Regions from separate parts of the Capsicum annuum genome. Here region 2 is linked to region 1. Evidence: chromatin contacts called from public Hi-C data. All regions are on one chromosome and are shown on one strand. Each heading gives the region's core, a stretch centred on a gene start, on an enhancer-like site or on the middle of the called end of the contact. The rest is flanking DNA. Distances are from core to core; before and after follow the strand shown.

Evidence for each region. Hi-C and Micro-C count contacts between places; a contact is called where the count stands out from the background.
Region 2: a contact with region 1 is called in a Hi-C map of bud, with 2.4 times the contacts expected there. The contact joins the promoter of LOC107863775 here to the enhancer-like site in region 1. A contact is called at or near these places in 4 of 5 Hi-C or Micro-C datasets (bud, leaf and placenta).

Annotation. Positions count from the first base shown.
Region 1 is chr3:64,196,715-64,202,399 of UCD10Xv1.1, forward strand. No RefSeq gene overlaps it. Among protein-coding and RNA genes, the nearest start is that of LOC107863776, 24 kb to the left of the region's middle. Within about 2 kb of position 2,572, at least 5 of the 5 cell types and tissues checked have an H3K27ac peak or open chromatin away from gene starts, as enhancers often do. A contact at or near this core is called in bud and leaf, where this site is marked.
Region 2 is chr3:64,288,828-64,294,512 of UCD10Xv1.1, forward strand. It overlaps LOC107863775 (cationic amino acid transporter 8, vacuolar), which reads left to right and starts at 3,125. Exons shown (of 2, transcript XM_016709907.2): 1 at 3,125-3,644; 2 at 4,361-5,685. The coding sequence starts at 3,281.

The sequences.
Region 1 (5,685 bases), core at 1,322-3,821:
TGAATGTGCATTGACTACAGGCAGTTGAATAAGGTGACAATTAAGAACAAGTATTCTCTTCCAAGGATAGATAATCTGTTTGACCAGTTATAAAGTGCCAAGTTCTTTTGTAAGATAGATCTTCGGTTGGGGTACCATCAGCTTAAAATTAGGGAGGTGGATATCCCTAAGATGGATTTTCGTACTCAGTATGGGCATTTTGAATTCTTGGTGATGTTATTTGGATTGACTAATGCCATGGCGGGGTTTATGGATCTGATGAACAGAGTTTTCAGTCAGTATTTGGACCCCTTTGTCATTATGTTTATTGATGACATTTTGGTTTATTCGAACAGTGAGATGGATCATGATAATCACCTCCATGTGGTGTTGCAGACCTTAAAGGAACAACAGTTGTATGCCAATTTCTCTAAGTGTAAGATTTGGTAGAACGTTGTAACTTTTTAAGGTTATATTATTTCTAGCAAATGGATAAAGATGGATCCTTAGAAGGTTGTTGTGGTTAAAAGGTGGCCTAGACCTATGACTCCATCTAATATTAGAGCTTCTTGGGTTTAGCCGGGTATTATAGACGGTTTGTGGAAAGCTTTTCGTCGATAGCTGCTCTTTTGAGTAAGTTGACTTTGAAGAAGGTCAAGTTTTCCTGGTCGGATGCTTGTGGGGAGAGTTTTGAGAAGTTGAAGGATACGTTAACTTCAGCTCCAATTTTGACTTTGCCGGAAGGCAATGATGGGTTCGTAGTTTATTGTGATGTATCTCGGGTAGGTCTTGGTTGTGTTTTGATGCAGCATGGGAAGGTGATTGCCTATGCCTCTAGGCTGTTGAAGGTGCATGAGAAGAATTACCTTACTCATAATTTGGAGCTGTTGGTAGTTGTGTTTGGTTTGAAAATATGGAGGCATTATCTATATGGTGTTCACGTGGATATCTTTTCTAATCATAAGTCTACAATTGTGTTTACTCAGAAGGAGCTTAATCTCAGGCAGAGGAGATGACTTGAGCTTCTCAAGGACTATGATATGAGTCTTTACTACCACCCAGGTAAAGCTAACGTGGTTGCTGATGCTCTTAGCTGGTTGTTCATGGGGAGTTTGGGTCATGTGGGGGAAGGGAAACGGGAATTGGTAAGGATATTCACCGCTTGGCTAATCTTGGAGTTCGCCTCTTGGACTCCAAGGATGGTGGTGTGATGGTGCAAGAAGTGGTTCGATCGTATCTTGGTGTAGAGATTAAGGAACAATAAGTGCTAGATCTTGTTTTGATGAAAATCAAAAGTGATTTTGGTAGGCAAAATGTAGTGGTGTTTGAGATTAGTGGTGATGGTACTTCATGGTACCAAGGGAGGTTGTGCGTTTCTGATGTTGATGATTTGCGACAAAGGATTTTGGCTGAGGCATATGAGTTGCTATATGTTGTTCATCCAGCTTGACAAAGATGTATTATGATCTCAAGGAGATCTATTGGTGGAACGGTATGAAGAGGGATGTGGTTGATTTCATGGCCAAATGAATGGTGGGTTGTATCAAGAAATTGACTTGCCCGAATGGAAATGGGAGATGACCAATATGGATTTCATTACCGGTCTTCTTCGGTCTTGGAATCATTTTGATTTGATTTGGGTCATCATGGATAGGATTGTTGACACCTAATTTTTGTTCTCTACGACTAAGTTTAATTTTGAGTTTCTTTGATTTTAAATAAAATTACAACATTTATTTTATTCAAATAAAATATCTTCTAGGTAATTTTATTATTTTAAGTAGCGGTTATATATTCTCGTATTTGTATACCAGATCATATAATTTTATTACTTAAATAATTAATAGAAATTAAATTTTGATCAAGGGTTATCTTAAAAAATTAATTATAATGGGTCAAATTTTGATTTAGATATAATTTGTTATCAAAAATAATTTATTCGAAAAATATGTGTTCAATTTTATTAAATCAAGAAACTCAGGATTAAATTAGTTGATTCGTTTCAAATTTTGATTCGATTTAGTCAATTTATTAAATTTGATTGTAATTGAAATCAACTTGACCATAATTGCAATGTAATTGACCAATTGATTTTCAACATGGTTAAAATTCAAATAAAATTGACTAAGATTATAATATGTGACTATTTTTTAAATAACCTAAAATAACCTTCTTCTTTTTTCCGGGAAAAATTCAGAAATAATATACTTATCTCTTTAATTATGAGTTTCATAATTACATAATAGAGTAAGTTATATTTTGTATTTTTGCAAACTGTTGCTACAAAAATACAAATACATATGATTTTTACTGCCCTTATGATCGATATGTATTTTGTATTTTTGCAAACTATTGCTACAAAAATACAAATACATATGCTACAAAATGTAATTTGATAAAAGTGTTGTTATTTTTTGTAATTTAATACTTAAGTATACTACTTTATACATATACACTTTTTTTTTCTCTTTAAAGAAAGTTCTTTGGGCCAGCCACTCAGCCAGCCCAACACCAAATCAGCCCAGACCCGCCAGGCCCAGCAACCCAGTAGCCCATCACCCTTAACCTCAACAATAACAGCAACCCACCACCCTTAACAGCCCGACAAGCCTCAGCCCACACCACCGCTTGACCCGGCCTAAACCAATCCACCCCTTATATCCTTTACCCAACAACGACAAAATAGTAACAATATCAATGTTCCAACAGCTTCAAAACGGCAAATCCCATCAGCAAACACTCAACAACGTACAACAATTCAACAACGTTATCAACATCCATCAACAAACAGACAACAACCAAGTTATCGGCAACCCGAAAAATCCGACCCGACCAGCCCACTTTCAACGACAACAGCTGCAACAATAGCCACAATTTCAATGCTCAACAGTACAACAACGGTCCTCTTTTTACCCCTCCGATCTACCCCTAAAATAAGTCCCAATTCTCCTATAAACACCCATGTATGCAGAAGAAGGAGGGAGGGAGGACTTTTTGGGAAAAAATTGGAGATTTTGGAGGAGCGCTCCTCTAATCTCACGTAATCAAGAAGTTCTCTGTAGAATTCGTCTAAATCCGCTGCAATCGTCTAAATTTCCGCAAGAATGATTCAACACTGGAAAGTCCAAGTCGAGTTTTGGTGGTGAAAGTACTCGTGACAGACTCGATGTCCCATTTCGCTGCCCTAAAAGAGTTAAAACTTCTCGATGATTTAATTTTTTCGTGATTCCGCCCCGTCTTAGTTCTCGTAGTAGTAATTTAGTTTTCTTTTATTGGTGAGATTATTTGCTGTAGAGGCTCTGAAAGCCATAGGTTTCCTTTTTCACGATAGAATCATTGTTAACGTGTCGATGTCCTTGGTTTCACATTCCTCTGTTCTAGTTTCTTTTTATGTCAAAAATCATTGTTTCGTTTTAATGGTGTTGGTTAGCTTTTAATACTATATTTCTATGTTGTATTCATGATTTCCAGCTTTTTCCAAGTAATATTACTCTTTGTGTATTGAGACTTGCATTAACCTGCTCTTCTATTTTTAATCAGTCTGTACATGGCTTTTCTTTCAACAAAGGGACCTATTACTATGGCCAAAAGTGCATAGACAGTGGCATATATTTAGCTCGGTGGTTTAGGTTGAACCTTGTTTAAGTCATGATTAGTTATTTGAAGTTTTGTGAATTGCCTAATAATAGATAGTTGAGAGATCATGGTTCCTGATTTATTCCACAAAGAGCAAAATAGGATTGAGTTTGTGAAATCAAGGACTAATTTTCACCAATATTTGTTTCTTCAAGCTTCAACCATTTGTAAAGCTATTTTAGTTGGTTGATTTATCCATGTCATATGAATTACTTAGCTAAATACCTTTGACACAAACTTTTTTATGGTGTGTTTTTCCTTCATTTATCACATTATTGAGTAAATGGTTGTATGTATTTCTTCCCTTTTGAGTTATGTGTTAAGAACACTTGAATAGCTTCTAATTTTTGTTTTTCTCTCTTGTTTATGTGCTTCTTGGCGAGTCCAACTGGACTCCATCGCCCCTGCATTTCCTCGGGTTCAAAACCATCCTCACTCGACTCAAAAGTCTCCATCAAAATCTGTCCAGGGACTGGTATACATTCGTATACAGCAAATATACACCGAAATAGTTGCAGCTGTACACTATCATACATGTACATGAAAAAATGATGCCGAATATATTGATTTCCACACTGTTATATAGTGTATACATGGAGATATACATAAAAACTCAAAACAAACCTGGCTGGTATACATGTGGTATACACTGCAGAAAAATGGACCAAAGTCCATAAAGAATGGGCCCAAAGTTGGCTAGATTTGGAAAGGGCCCAAATTTTAATTCTTATTCATTTCTTTATAAATCCTATTTGATTATGTGTTTGTATAAAATTATTAATTTGGTTAGCCTTTATAAATCCCCTTTGAATCGTTACTTTTGTTTGTCTCTTTGCGTATTTTATTTTACAGCGTGATATTCAAAGGTAATAAAAGTATATCTTTCTTTATATTTTTCCTTAGAATGAACTTTTAAAATATCAAAATGGCTTTCTATTTTTTCAATATGATAAGGTAGTTCTTTTAAGTTAAAAAAAAAAAAAGAATTCTCACCTAAAATCAATTTCCTTTGTGAAAGATAAAAATATTTTCACTAAATAGTCAAGGCTCTTAATTTATTTAAATTGACATTCTTCTTTGAAGGCAGATATTTTTTTTTCAAAAATGATATTCAAAAATCCCTTTCTTTCTCCAGAATAATTTATGAAGAAAATGGGTTTAGCTCAACCTTCTTTACACAAAATTTTCTCAAGTTAAAACAGAATCAATTTTCGCTTTGTTGAACAAATGTCATTTTAAGTCTACAACAAAGAGTTAAAGGTAATATTTTCTATAAAATCAAGTTTTTGCAAAAATTAGCCATTTTAACTAGTCAAGTTAGTTTTTTTTGGTACATCATTTTAAACGGACACTCCTAAGTGCCTTAAAAATCTTCTTAGGGTGTTAATTGAACCCTTACCCATAATCTCTAGTTTTAAGGTAGTTTTTTAGGGAGAAAATATTTTTACACCATTTTAAATGAGCATTATCTTTAGTTTAAAGTTTATTTTTGTTTTTGAACCTTTGAAGCTCTTTCAAGTTTTCTTGATTTTCTATAATAATCAAGTGGCGACTCTGTAAATTTTCTTAAAATTATTTTAAAATGTTCTTGAATCTTTTGAAATAGTTTTAAGAAGGACAAGTCGTTTTCCTCGCCAAATGAAATCCGAAAGGGATAAAACAAGGATGACAAAGTCTGCTCACTTTCTGCCAGTGACGACTATCTTTTCGGTGGAGGATTATGCGAAACTATATCTTTAGGAGATTGAAGCTGCATGGGGTGCCTGTTTTAATTTTTTTTGATCGTGTTACGCAATTTACATCTCACTTCTTGCGGTCTTTTCAGAAAGGGTTGGGTACTAAGATTAGTTTGAGTACTGTTTTTCATCCGGAGTCGGATGGGCAAGCAGAGAGAACTATTCAGACATTGGAGGATATGCCTCAGGCATGGGTGGTTGATTATGGTGGCAATTGGGTTGAGCATCTACCTTTGGTGGAGTTTGCTTACAATAATAACTATCATTCTAGTATTGGCATGACCCCTTTTGAGGTGTTATATAGTAGGAGGTATAGGTCTTCTATTGGTTGGTT
Region 2 (5,685 bases), core at 1,875-4,374, 93 kb after region 1:
AACGAAGGTAATCCTTTATTTAAAGGAAAAAACTAATCTTGGAGTTTCTAACTTTTTCATAAATAGACATTCACTATATATGATAAGTAAACATTCACTATATATGGTAATATATTTATAACAATTTTGACTTAAAAATACTTAAAATAAACCAATTCAAACCGACTCTTAGCCTTATTAATTATGCTTTAAAAATATAAATTTACATATATACACTTTATTTATTCATTTATTGATAATGATAGTATTGGGAAAATATTATAATATAACTAAATTAAAATAAATATTTTTAGAAAGAGGATTAACTAAAATTAAAAATGAAGGGAGTAAAAAAAAGGTAAAAGAATCCGTCCAAACATGGAAAAGTTTTTTATTCCAAGTACATTCAATACATTCTTGATACTCCCTTCATTTCCTTTAATTGCTCCCCTCATTTTTCGTGAGTAAATTTAACTAAGATTTAAAATTAAATTAGATTAAATTAATTTTTTTAAATTAAAATTTAAATATTAAAAAACAAATAAAAATATACTATATTATATTTTTTAAAATTTAATTAAGAAATATATCTTAAAATATTTATTACCTTTTTTATTAAAAAATAATTAAAAAGGAATGAAAGGAGTAGTTTGACTTCATTTTATACTGATAGACCAGAAGAAAATGTAACACCAACCAACAAAATCAGCAAAAATGGTTATCCCATAAATCTTAGAAATCCAACAATATTTCTCCACAGCACTTTTGGAAAAAACATGACAGTTTCAAATAATTTTCAAGAACTCAAAAATTCCTTATATTAAAATAAAACAAAACAAAACAAAAAAAGACCGTACCCTTTAAGTCATTTGTTCTTATTATGCTGTCCTATCCGTCCAAATACATTCTTGTTATTATTATCAAATCGGATGAAAAATGCTAAAATCACATTGGATCAAATTTATTTTAATTTAATTTCAATTAATATTATTATCAAACCAAAAGTTAAAAAGTCAAACTCAAATTTCTTAAACTGAACCGATCGAATATGTCCAAATACATTCTTGATCATATTACTCTCTTCGGTCGCTTTTAATTTTTACATTTTGACTTGACACATCTATTAACAAAAATAATGAATAACATAGTTATTTATCATAATACCGCTATTAAATTATATTTAGATTATGTCTTAAAATAAATTTGAAGAAAAAGTAATTAATAGGAAGAATGATAAAAAAAAATTGTCTTGACATATAAAAATGACAAATAAAAATAAAAATTAAATTAGAAAATTAGTGAGTAAAAGCTAATGAAAGTTGTATTATCAAATCGAACCAAAAAGGCGATAGTTATTTCAATATAATTTTGATTAATATTATTATCGAAAATAAAAAATTATTTAAACAGAACCAACTGAACGGTCAGCCATATGTCCAAATACATTCTTGATAGTTGACTTCTCTATGGTAACCCCCTTTTTTTTTCCGGTGAAAAAATTATTTTCACGCACCCCAAATTTTGATTAAAAAATCAAACTCTTCCATCAACATTGAACAATAATTATACTCTCCCTTTATTCTATACAATATTCATTTTGTCTTTGTAATTTTAATTCTATATTTATGTAATATCTTTTTATATTATATGTAATGAATATTTCTTTAACATGGATATTTATAACATTTTATTTAAGTTTATTAACTTTATAAGCAAATTAATGTTTTTTTTAATTTATCACAAAATTCAATGTTATTTTTTAAGATCGTTATTTTAGTATTATATGTATTAAAGAGTCATTTGGTGTGAGGTATAATTATAATAATTCAGAGATGAAGTTCATGATTATTTATTCTGCATTTAATTAAGATGTATTAGGTAGTCTCAAAATTATTTATCGCACCATTTATACCACAGTGATGAGATAAGTTATCACACATACATGTTAGTACAACTTATTTTGTGATAACTAATTTCGGAATAACTTGTTTCCAAACAACCCACCCCTAAGTGTGTATATATACATATGTATGTACATGTATGTGCGTATATTTTCGTGTTTTATCACTCTCTTACTAAATTCGTTTCATATTACTTAACTTTTTATTGATATAACACAAGTCTTAAGAAAATTTTACTTAGAGGTATATTTTGCTAAATTAACCTTATTAATGATAATTTGAAACTTTAAATTTATCTATACTGTTACTTTATATAGTTATTTAACATTAAAGGGTAGAAAAAAACATAATACGATTTTCTTGATTTCACAAATTGAGCAGATAAATTAAAACATCTATTTTTAATATGAGAATCAAGTGATAAGAAATGATATTATCTATTGTCTATATCAGTAATAAGTTGTGATTATCATTAATAGAGGGCTACATATTTTATAATTTACATAAATAAATATAATCTTTAAAATTTAACCTTATTTTTATTCGAGAAAAACATCTAGTACCTCCGAACTATGATCAAATTTGCTACGACATAAGCCAACTTCACGGGGGTCCTATTACCCCTTAAACTAAATTTTAACGTATTTTTGTAAATCTTTTTAGCTAACGTAATACCTTTTGTCAATCATTTTAGATGGCGTGACACCTTTGATGTGAACTCCATTTTATATAATAAAGGTGCCACATTAGCACAAAAAAATGACAAAAATACGCTAAATTTGAGTTCAGGGGATTGTAGGATCCCTGTGAAGTTGGAGTGTGTCGTAACAACTTTGACCATAGTTCGGGGTGGTACTAGAGACTTATCGTTTTCATTTATTGTTTGTATTTTCTGCATTGAAATATATTTATAAAATTAGTATTACTTATTATTTTCACTTGTAAAATAAATATTATAGTTTTGGTTATTATTAATAAAACTAATTTTCTTATCATGTTAATTTACTTCATGAAGATTATCATTAGCTTATATATTAATTAGTATTTCTTACTTTTTTCTAGAAGATAATGTTTATGTTTTTATAAAAAACTTATTATATGATTTTTTTTAAAATGAAAATATGATGATTTTTAAAAAGTTAAAAAAATGAAAAAATCGATGATAAAAGGATAAAATAGAAATTTTTAAAAGTCAATTAGGATAAAAGAATTAGTATGGTTATTGTTTAAAATTGAGTAGAAAGTTTTTTCAGGACAAAGTTGGATTGGAAAAATGATTTTGATCCTTTTTGTTTTTTTTTTTCTTTGGTCTTGGTTATGGTAACCCCTAAAATCTAGGAAATCTAACAAGAAACAATTGATGCAATCAATACTCTCTTTACAACACTTCTGGAAAAAACATGACAATTTCAGGCCATTTTCAAGAACTCCAAACACCCTTAAATTCCTCCAAGAAAATTGTTGGAGGAATGACTACTCCTTGTACATCAACAACAATGAATTCGCCAAAAACCCATCAACCCCATAAGCCCTATTGGCGCTTTAGCAAGCAAGATTTCTTCCCTGAACCCTCTTTCAACAATTGGTCATCCTACAAGAATGCATTGTCCCATATCCCAACACGCCTCAAGAACCGTCTTTTTGCACGTTCAACAGAGACAAGTGAATTGGTTGAACTCAAGAAAGAATCAGAAAATGAAATGAAAAAATGTCTTACTTGTTGGGATCTTGTTTGGCTTGGCTTTGGTTCTGTCGTTGGTTCAGGTATTTGAAGTATTTCTTTTTTTTTCTTTTTGATGACGCTGGTATTTGTACTAGTACTCGTAGTGGTATGCTTGTAGTTGCTTGTTTTTGGAGTTTTTGCTCATGTTTGTTGTTTCGGGTAGATGGATTGCAGTACTCTGTCTGTTTCAATTTGATTGACATGTTTTGATTTGATAGGGAGTTTAAAAAAATAAAAAAACTATTAAATCTTGTGGTTCTAAGCATAAAAAGGAAAGGGACATTCTTTTTGAAATAGATTAACACTGAAAGTAGTCATATAAATTGAAATGAAGGGAGAATTAGTTTTGTGGTAGTTTTGTTTTGTTACTATCTATTGTTTTGTTATTATCTCTTGTTTCTTGTACCTCAATTACCTTTGTCTTGAGTCGGGGTTTATGGAAAACAGTCTCTCTACCTCACATTTGAGGTTGAGGTATGTATTGTGTACACTCTACCCTCCCCATACCCCACATTTGAGGTTGAGGTATGTATTGTGTACACTCTACCCTCCCCATACCCCACTTTGCAGGAGTATATTGGGTATGTTGTTGTTGTTGTTGCATGACCGTGGTCTTGGGCTAGCTTTCGCGCTTCTCAATTAATTCCACGGGATACCTGCTACCTCCACCAGCAATGCGGGTACCAGGTAACTATTCTGTCCACCAAGGCTATAACAGATGGAAAGAATCACCTACTGTTTTTTTTTTTTGTTTCAGGTATTTTCAGTATTACTGGTCAAGAAACTAGGAATAATGCTGGCCCTGCTATAATCCTTTCATATGCAATATCTGGTCTTTCTGCTTTGCTTTCTGTGTTCTGTTATACAGAATTTGCTGTTGATATTCCTATAGCTGGTGGATCTTTTTCGTTTCTGAGAGTTGAGTTGGGTGATTTTGTTGCGTTTATAGCTGCTGCAAATATTCTTTTGGAGGCTATTGTTGGTGCTGCAGGGTTAGGACGTTCATGGTCATCGTATTTTGCTAGTATTATAAAGAATGATCCTGATTTTTTGAGAATCAAGATTGTTTCTTTTGCTGAAGGGTTTAATTTGTTGGATCCATTAGCTCTTGTGATTCTTGCACTTGCAAATGGGTTTGCTATGACTGGGACAAGGAGAACGTCAATTTTGAATTGGCTAAGTTCTATAGTAAGTGCTGGTGTGATTGTTTTTATTATTGTTGTAGGGTTTATTCATGGGAAGACGTCGAATTTGGTGCCTTTTTTCCCTTTTGGTGCTGGAGGGGTATTTAGAGCTGCAGCAGTTGTGTATTGGTCATATACAGGTTTTGATATGGTTGCTAATATGGCCGAGGAAACTAAGAAGCCGTCGAGGGATATACCATTAGGTTTGGTTGGTTCAATGTCTATGATCTCGATTGTTTATTGTTTGATGGCGTTGGCGTTGACCATGATGGTTAAGTACACTGAAGTGGATGTTAATGCAGCCTATTCAGTTGCATTTGAGGGTATTGGTATGAATTGGGCTAAGTATTTGGTGGGGATTTGTGCACTTAAGGGAATGACTACGAGTATGCTTGTTGGGTCAATGGGACAATCTCGATACACAACTCAGATTGCAAGAGCACATATGATTCCCCCGTGGTTTGCTTTGGTTCACCCGAAAACTGGAACACCAATTTATGCTACTCTCTTGACAACTATAACTAGCTGCATTCTTGCGTTGTTCACGAGCTTGGATGTCTTGTCAAGTGTATTCTCATTTAGTACACTTACCATTTTCATGCTTATGGCTGTTGCATTGCTTGTTAGGCGATACTACGTTACAGATGTTACTCCGAAGTATGATTTGGCTAAATTCCTTCTGTGCTTATTCATTGTAATTGGTTCATCAATCGGGGCAACAGTTCTTTGGAGTACTAAAGAAAAAGGTTGGATTGGGTATACTGTGACTGGCGCTTTGTGGTTTTTGGGCACTTTAGGGATGGCGCTACTTCCAAAACAAAGACTTCCTAAAGTTTGGGGTGTACCTCTTGTGCCATGGGTACCATCATTGTCAATTGGGATGAATATATTCTTGATA